Linked DNA regions of Rattus norvegicus: all the other regions are linked to region 2. The links are chromatin contacts, called in public Hi-C maps. All regions are on one chromosome and are shown on one strand. Each heading gives the region's core, a stretch centred on a gene start, on an enhancer-like site or on the middle of the called end of the contact. The rest is flanking DNA. Distances are from core to core; before and after follow the strand shown. Region 1 has its middle 54 kb from the start of Ahctf1. Region 2 has its middle 18 kb from the start of Psen2. Region 3 holds the start of Cdc42bpa (CDC42 binding protein kinase alpha).

Region 1 (2,895 bases), core at 148-2,647, 380 kb after region 2:
AATTGGATTTGTGTCTATTTCTACAGCCCCACATACAGCCCCATTAGTTTCTAATACCATTAGAGCCTTTCAATTATGTGAGACATTAAAGGAAACATGCCATTCTTAAAAATCTTTAAACGTCCATGCATACTCCCTTGACCCAGTTTCCCGTGTCCTCTAGGGACACAGAAACCCTGTCGAGGACACCTTGCGACTCACTGTAGAAAACAAGTCAGGAACGGCAAAGGGCAGGTAGCTTGAAACTGGGGAGGGACTGGACCAGAGAAAAGCCATTTTTTCTCTCCTACATCCCAAATGTGAGGAGTTGACGAACACTAGCTGTGCTATGAAAGGAAGGAAGGAAGGAAGGATGGATGGATGGATGGATGGATGGATGGAAGGAAGGAAGGAACAAAGAAAGAAAGAAAGAAAGAAAGAAAGAAAGAAAAGAAAAGAAAAGAAAAGAAATATTCATTGATTTATGAAAGTATTAACACAGGATGGAAATTAAACACTAGTGGGAAGAAATGTATAGAGTTTGGATGTTGGATAAACTGGAGCCCTCTCAATAGATGTCAACAAAGTATTTTTAGCAAGGGATGGTGGTACAGGACTGTAATTCACCAGCAAAGACAGGAGAACCAGAGTTCACAGACACCTAGACTATATAGTGAGATTCTATCTCAAAACATCAAAACCATAAACTAATTATCATTCTTCCATTCATATTCAAAAGAATAACAAAGCCAGGTGCCGTGCTAAGACGTCTCACAATGCATCCCAACATGTCAAGGCATTCCCCGGGCTGACCTGATCAACAGTCCAAGTCTGGGGGTCACAGGGCATCCTAAAGTCAAGAGTCAAGTTCTGGGGCACAGCTACATCTCAGTAGCTGAGTGACTGCTTGACATGCATGAGGCCCTGAGTTCTCATGCATGGAGGGGGGAAGAGGAGGAGGAAGAAGAAGGAGGGAGGCAGGGAGGGACGGAGGGAAGAAGGAAGGGAATGAGGGAAAGAAAGTGGGAGGAAAGGGGAGGGAAGGGAGGACTGGAAAGGGCAGGGTCTGCAGTTTAAAGTGTATACTGCTCTTGCAGAGAACCCAAGTGAGGATTGCAGCGCCCACATAAAGCAGCTCATGACCATCTGTAACTGCAGCTCCAGGGAATCCAAGGGCTTCAGTGGGCACTACACTCCCAGACATAGACACACGTGATACATGTAACTATTTTAGAAAATGTCCTGTTTCTAGCATTCACTCCATCTGACATGCCATGGAGTCTTACTACAGAGGTTCCAAAAGCAAATCTCCTTTGCTGGGCTGACAAGGGCCAATTTAGAACTCTCTGAACTTATTTGGAGTGAAAAGACCTCTGCCACTGAGTCGTTATGTCTATTACTATAGCGCCATCTAATGGTGAGGTACATTAAAACACCAATGGCAGTCACGTGGACCCCTAGCGCTTTTTTCCATATCGAATGCTTACACAGACAGAACCCACCGTCAAGATTTTTCGGCTTTATAATTATGTGAAAGTTTTGCAGTTAGGAGACATCTCACTTCCCAGTTTTGATCCCTCCGCCCCCACCGTGAATAGGAAGTATAACACTCTCACAATGCCCGGCAGGAGCAGGAAGCCAAGGCTCCCGGTCCAACCAGGGATCCTGACGGTGAACACCTGCAAGTTTGTGCATGCTGCCTTGTCGAGTGAGATGTTTGTAGATTAGATGGGCGTTATTTTCCAGTTACCATGTCCACAGCTTGCAATGGCTTTATCAGAACACAGCCCTGTCAGAAGTCAAGAAGCATCTGTAATTTGCCTGTCTTTCCAGATAAGTCAGTATTTCCTGCTTTTCATCTGTGTAGATTAACTGTACAAAATAACGGGCTTCACTGTGACATTTCCATAATGCTTATAATGCATATTAATACATTTACCCCTCCTTATGAATCTCTTTTTCTCCTGGTCCCCATCTTCCTTCCAAATACTTCCCCTTCTATTTTAATGCCTTTCTTAAAAAAAAAAATCCATGTTCTGCTTATGAAAGAAATTTTGTTGGCTTGGCTTGGTGGGAAGTCTTGAAATACCAAGGCAAGAGGTTCAGGAGTTCAATACCATACTCTGCTACATAGTGAATGCCACCCAGTTCAAGGCCAGCCTGGGCTCCATGAGGCCCTGTCTCAAACAACAAGCAAAACCATGCAATGTTTGTCTGAGTTTAGCTTATTTTGTTTGGCATGATGATCTCCAGTTCTGGACAGTTTTCTGTCAACAACATGATTTTGTTCTTTATGGCTAAATAACAACCCAGGGTGTATATATACCATATTTTCTCTGTCCATTCACTATTGATAGGCCCTGGGGTGGTTGTATAACTAGGCCCTGGAGTGGTTGTATAACTTGATTATCATGTATAACTTGATTATCATAAATTGTATCATGATTATATATATATATATATGCAAGTATCCCTGTTGTTTGTTGTAGCTTACTAGAATTTTTTCCCCTATAGATCATACTAGGTCATTTTTAAATACATAAAAGAGTACTGGATCTGAAGTCTTTGTAGGAAGAAAATAAGTCTATATTTTGATTATCTGGGGGAGGAGGGGACATCGGTGAGAACAGAAATTTTTCTTTAAAAAAAATCTCCCAAAGCATAGTATAAAAACTAAAATCATCAATTTAAGACATTGTTTAATGTTTCCTAAAAACAACAATATCATGGATAGTGTAGCTGCATTACGCAGTATATTATAGAGAAAATAACAACATGAAACCACAGCTCTATGAGAGACCACCCACGGCTCTAGAGTTAAAGACCCAGGGCTGGAGAGACGCCTCAGTGCTTAAGACCACTTGTAGCCTAACAATCAACTGTAACTCCAGTCCCAAAGGATCTGATGCCCTCTTC
Region 2 (2,700 bases), core at 109-2,608:
GTCGTCATGAATGCCCCCAGTGCTTTGTTTGTGATGTCTGTTACCTTTAGTATCTTAGAAGCTGAGTCCTGTTCTTATTTCTGCAGTGGACTGCTGGGAAGTGGCTTAATGACAATACCAATACATAGATGTCCCTGCTGGAATGCTGGTGTTTGGTCCTTTTGTTCTCGCCACTGTGTACTGGGGGGGCGGGGAGAAGGGCGGGGGCGGGGCTCAACCCATCATGAAAGAGGGCCGCTTCACTGCCCTGCCTCTCTTCTCTGCATGCAGTTCTTTTAACTAGAAAGTTCCGTAGCAGCGCGTTGGAACCCCACAGTTCCTTGGCCTTCGAAGGTTGTATGTGGTGTCAGAAACACTGCAAGGAAGTTGCTAAAAAGCTGAGTGATTGCTTTGACAGATGTCTGTCCTTAGTAGAAGCCAGCAAGCCAAGGGGCCAGAGGACCACCTGGGTTCAAAGTTGCTTCCAGTTCCTACAGTGGTGAAAGGCAAAGCCGCCTCCTTCCCTCTGCCTCAGCCTGCACCGGTTGCTGAGTCCCAGAAGTGCCTCTGGGTGAGGACTGAGGTCACAGAAGCTGTTGCCTTCCTGGGGCTGCATAGAAAACCCAGGTGTGTGTGCTAGCCCCACCCCTGTGTTCCAGAAGTAACACCGTGGGCTGCTGGGTACCAAGCAAGGGTTGAGCATTGAGCTCTTTGTGTGTGTGTGTGTGTGTGTGTGTGTGTGTGTGTGTGTGTGTTCCAGAAGTAACACCGTGGGCTGCTGGGTACCAAGCAAGGGTTGAGCATTGAGCTCTGTGTGTGTGTGTGTGTGTGTGTGTGTGTGTGTGTGTGTGTGTGTGTGTGTGTGTTCCAGAAGTAACACCGTGGGCTGCTGGGTACCAAGCAAGGGTTGAGCATTGAGCTCTTTGTGTGTGTGTGTGTGTGTGTGTGTGTGTGTGTGTGTGTGTGTGTGTGTTCTCCAGCAGGGATGGCACGCTGGGGACACCATGTTGGAAGATGGTGACTGATACAGAGCAGTGCCTGGGAGACCAGGGAGCAGCTAAGGATGCCGGGATAATCCCCTGTGGTGAAAGCTCTGAGGCTGGAGGAGGAAACAGAAAAGCCCATTACAATTGTCAACTACGGAAATGTTTCTCTTCCACAGAGCAGCTCTAGGGTGAGAAGTTTAAGGAGAAGGTTGGTCAATGTTTTGATCTTAGCAGCTTGAGATGTTTATGAAAGGGCTAGTGAGGGGGATGCCCGGGATAGAGGCCACATTCAGAGCCGAAAGTGGAAATAGACGGGTGCCCCGCCCCACCATGTAAACAAGCTGACGCGGGAGAGGGGGCGGGGTTGGGGGAGAAGGTGATCCGTGGTTGGTCCCTGAGGGACCCGTGATTCCTGGCATAAGACTGAGTGTTAAGATTGGGAAAACAGACATCTGTGAGGGAAGTAACGTGGATGAGTCATGGGAGAAAAAGGAAAGATCCTAGAGTAGATAAAAAAAACCTGAAGTCCTTACTTCAGGCACGTGAGCAGAAGGACCCAGCACACAAGTGGAAAAGACAAGACCAAAAAAAAAAAAAAAAAGCCTAAACAAAAAAGAAAACAACGAGAAACCTCAAACAACAACAAAACAACAAAACCCAATAAACCAAAAACCCCAGGTGTTAGCGTTCTGTCTAAGCTCCACCCCCCCACAGTTACCTGGCAACAGCCAGGTACACCTGACACTATAAAAGGGGCTGCTTGTCCCCTCCTCTCTCTCTTGCTCTTCCCCTCTTCCCCTCCTCTCCCCGTGTTCATGGCTGGCCTCTACCCCCCCTCCTCCTCCTCCTTCCTCTCTCTCTCTCTCTCTCTCTCTCTCTCTCTCTCTCTCTCTCTCTCTCTCTCCCTCTCTCTCTCTCTCTCCCCCCCTCTCTCTCTCCCTCTCTCCCTCTCTCCCTCTCTCCCTCTCTCCCTCTCTCTGCCCTGCTACCCTCTTAACTCCCCTCCCCATGCCCTGAATAAACTCTATTCTATACTATACTGTCATGTGGCTGGTTCCTCACTGGGAAGGGACACCTCAGCATGGACCCACTGAGGCACCCCCTTCCCCAGACCTCCATAGAACATATCACCCCTCTCTTTATCTTTTAAAAACACAACACCAGGAGCTCAAGATCGATCTGAGCATCCCGGAAAGGAATCAGTGAGCAGATCTGCAAAACCCTCCCCACTCCAATGGAGCCAGTCAGCTAATAGCTTCTGTATTTGTCTCAGAAACAAGTGATTTTTTTATGATATCAATACTATTGCCTTTGTATTCATTCTCGGGTCAATCTGTTCCTTTTTTAAAAAATTCTTTGACAATTTCATGTGTAATATACTTTGGTTATATTCTCCCTCATTATCCCCCTCCCCCAAGGACCCTTCTTCTCACCAAGAAGTCTTTTGCTCTCCTGACTTTTCTTGCTCTTTGTGGCCCATTACATTCAGGGCTGCCTGCACAAGTGTGAGCGAGGGGTTATTTATCCGAGCAAGGACAGGTTATGACCCCCAGCAATCATGAGCTCCTCAGGGAAGGGTGGGCCATTGCGGAGCCCTCCCCATCCATGGTGGACTGTTCACAGGCGTAAGGCCAGTTGGTACAAAGCCGGTTTTATTTCAGATGTTGGCATGGTTTTTTGTTTTTTGTTTTCTTTATAGAAATGATATCATTCTGTAGGGTGTGTGTGTGCACGC
Region 3 (2,854 bases), core at 56-2,555, 280 kb after region 2:
AATCGAAGGCAGGGGAGCTGCCTCCAAACATTCTCCAACTACATCTGCTTTACACACACACACTCACACACACACACAGAGGCACGCTATTTCTATTGTTTCTTGGGAACCTGGTAATTTTTGGAATATCCGAGTTTAGTAGTTTGTCTTGCCTGTGCTATACAGAGATGAAATTAAACCCACTGATCACCACCTCCACGTTCCTGTTGTCCTAAAATGAACGCAGGGACTTCCAATCTCCTCTCATCTCCAGTGATTTCCAAAGGCTGTGAAGGAATGTCAAAACCGACAAATACCCTCCCACTGAATGGCTGTGACAACTGTGCTCAATAATCCGATTTTGCCCACCCCAGCATTAGTTTTAAAGCTCCTATTGCTGCCCCGAAACGCAGTGAGTTCACAAACGGCAAGGCCAAACAACAAGGCAACAATTAGGAGGTACAGCTTTACTCCTGGCAAATAGTTATGAAAAACTAGGAGGGAAAAGTCTTGACTAATTGGCGTTTGTTCTTTTGTTAAGGATGCACACATCATTTTCACGATAGTTAACATTGCTCATGGCCAGCAGCCACACATTGAGTATTAAAAATAAAACTTACCCCATTCTAGATATTCAAGAATGTTCTTCTCTCTTCTCAATGGAGAATTATTGCATTCATCATAAAGACAGATGAGTATGTCCAGTAACGTCTCCACACTGAAGCACTGCCCATTGGTCTGAGCTGGCCCATCTAAAATAAACTGTTCCAACTGCCTCAAACGCACTTCTCCAGACATGTTTGCTTCGATTTCTGCTGGTTTTCTTTTAAATGCCCTTACGATGTCTACTGTTACTATCTGAACCTAAAATTTTAAAGATGTGGTTTTTAAAAATAAACCACTTGTTATTTCAACAACTGTCATGCAATGCCGGTGCTGAATTAAACATCCAATACACCAGTCACCTCACTTAACGGAAGCGTCTTCAATTTCACCCATAAACATATATATTTTGAGGGTAAGTTTCCATAAAATATAGATTTAATATTTTTAAGAGAATAATACAATTAAATTGTATATTTAAATAAAATAATAATTAAAAGTACAACGAACTAAAGAATCAACACTTCTTTCAAAAAGAAAAAAAAAACCTCCTTCATTCAAAATTCAATTCGTGCAACATAATCCTGAAACGAATCCAGTTGCATCATTAATGAATAAAGTCCCCTTGGCATCAGCAATTCACTTCCCGGGAAGAAGAAAAATTGAAAAAGGAGGGGGGGAATGTATGGAGGGGGAGGGAAAGCCAAAAATCTGCTGCAAATGCTCCCAACCTCCACTCCGATAGCTCCTGGGCGAGTCCTCCGCGGCAAAGGGAGGGCAGCTCCCGGAGCGGCTCTCCCGGCTCGGCTCGGAGCACGCCGAGCCTCGGCTCCGAGCTCTTTCTTCCTAGGGCTCTGCAGCGAGTCCTGCTTCCAGCGGACTGCGGCGAGGACGCGTCATCTTCTTCCTGGCTTCTCCCAGGGCCTGGCCGGCGGCGCGGCCGGGATGAGGCGGGCTGCGGGCGGCTCTCGCGCCGGGCTCCGGGGGCGGCGGCTACTTGGCCGAGCGAGCCCGCTCCATGCCTGCCGGAGGCCGCTGGCGGGCCGCGCCGTGCCGCCGGGCGCAGCGCCCGGGCTCCCGCTCGCGCCCCGCGGCCGCCGCCGCCGCCCCTCGGCGAGGGGCTGCGCTGACGAATTCAGAGGACGCGGGAGGCAGCCGCGGTTCGGGCAACGACTCGGGTCCCTTCTTCACAGCCCTGGGCTGAGGGCATCTTTCCTGACGGACGCAGGCGGCTGAGGCGCGGGAGGAGGGGGCGCTGCCGCCGCCGAGGAGACCTGAGGCTGCCGCAGCCCGGCTCCCAACCACTCCCTTCCTCCTCTGCCCGCCTCCCCCTCCCGCCCGCCTGCCGCCCGCCCGCCCGCCCGCGCCGCTCGCGCCCGTGCCGCCCGCGCCCGCGCCCTGGGCTCCGCGAGGCCGCTCCCGGCGCCGGGGCGCGCAGGCGGAGGCTCGCGGACTGTCCGGATCCAAAATGGCGGCGCGCCCCGCCCCCCCGACCCCGCTGGAAGCAGTGCGCTGCGGCCCAGAGGAGCCCGGGCCCAGGAGAGGGAAGGGGATCGCCTCGGCCCGTGGGGTTGCGGCGGCGGCTGCGGCAGCCAGATGGGGAGCGGGGTCCCGGACGACTCGGGTGTGGAACGCGATGGCCCAGTGAGACACGGGCTGGGAACTGCGCCACTGTGCCGCGCAGCCGCCCGGGGTCCCCGCGGTGTCCACCCCACAACCGGCCTTTTCCTCCACGTCTGCGGAGATGCCGTCTGTCCCGCACCGGTACCCTAGGCTTCCAACCGCTTTAAGACAAGACAGCCACTCCCGACGCTGTTTACCTGCCCACCATGCCCCCTACTCGGCTTTCCCACGACCCAGAGTCCTAATTTCCTGTGTTCCTAATCCACAGCATTTGTGTCATTCCCCCAGGATTGAAAAATAATAAAAAAGACTGGTCTGCTCCACCATCCACGTCGTGCATGAGGGACCTCAAAAGATAGATTCCCTTTTCTGTTTCCCAAAGTTTCCCAATGTGCAGCCTGGCGTTTTCTCCTCTAGAAAGATCCTAGATCATGTATGCCTTTTATTCTTCAGTCAAGGTTACAAGCTCCCCTCGGAGATTCAGCTCCCCCAATCAACACAATTTGCCACCGCCACCAAACCTACAGCCCCCTCTGTCAGCACACGTTTCAGGTACAGGAACAGCCACTCTGAGGCCTGATAGCAATGCAGCAAAAGCGAGTCATTGATAAGCCAAGACACCTGCTGCTGGTCGGGCCCTTTCCGGGGT

Evidence for each region. A called contact is a pair of places that touch in the nucleus more often than the background predicts.
Region 1: a contact with region 2 is called in a Hi-C map of hepatocytes, with 4 times the contacts expected there. The contact joins two enhancer-like sites. A contact is called at or near these places in 9 of 12 Hi-C or Micro-C datasets (the A7r5 cell line, Schwann cells, frontal cortex and 5 more).
Region 3: a contact with region 2 is called in a Hi-C map of kidney, with 2.4 times the contacts expected there. The contact joins the promoter of Cdc42bpa here to the enhancer-like site in region 2. A contact is called at or near these places in 2 of 12 Hi-C or Micro-C datasets (Schwann cells and kidney).

What each region holds. Positions count from the first base shown.
Region 1 is chr13:94,120,478-94,123,372 of GRCr8, reverse strand. No RefSeq gene overlaps it. Among named protein-coding and RNA genes, the nearest start is that of Ahctf1, 54 kb to the right of the region's middle. Within about 2 kb of position 1,397, at least 12 of the 93 cell types and tissues checked have an H3K27ac peak or open chromatin away from gene starts, as enhancers often do.
Region 2 is chr13:94,496,894-94,499,593 of GRCr8, reverse strand. It overlaps a transcript of Psen2 not described here. Among named protein-coding and RNA genes, the nearest start is that of Psen2, 18 kb to the left of the region's middle. Within about 2 kb of position 1,358, at least 80 of the 93 cell types and tissues checked have an H3K27ac peak or open chromatin away from gene starts, as enhancers often do. A contact at or near this core is called in Schwann cells and kidney, where this site is marked.
Region 3 is chr13:94,214,410-94,217,263 of GRCr8, reverse strand. Cdc42bpa (CDC42 binding protein kinase alpha) reads right to left here and starts at 1,305. Exons shown (of 37, transcript NM_053657.2): 1 at 600-1,305. The coding sequence starts at 777.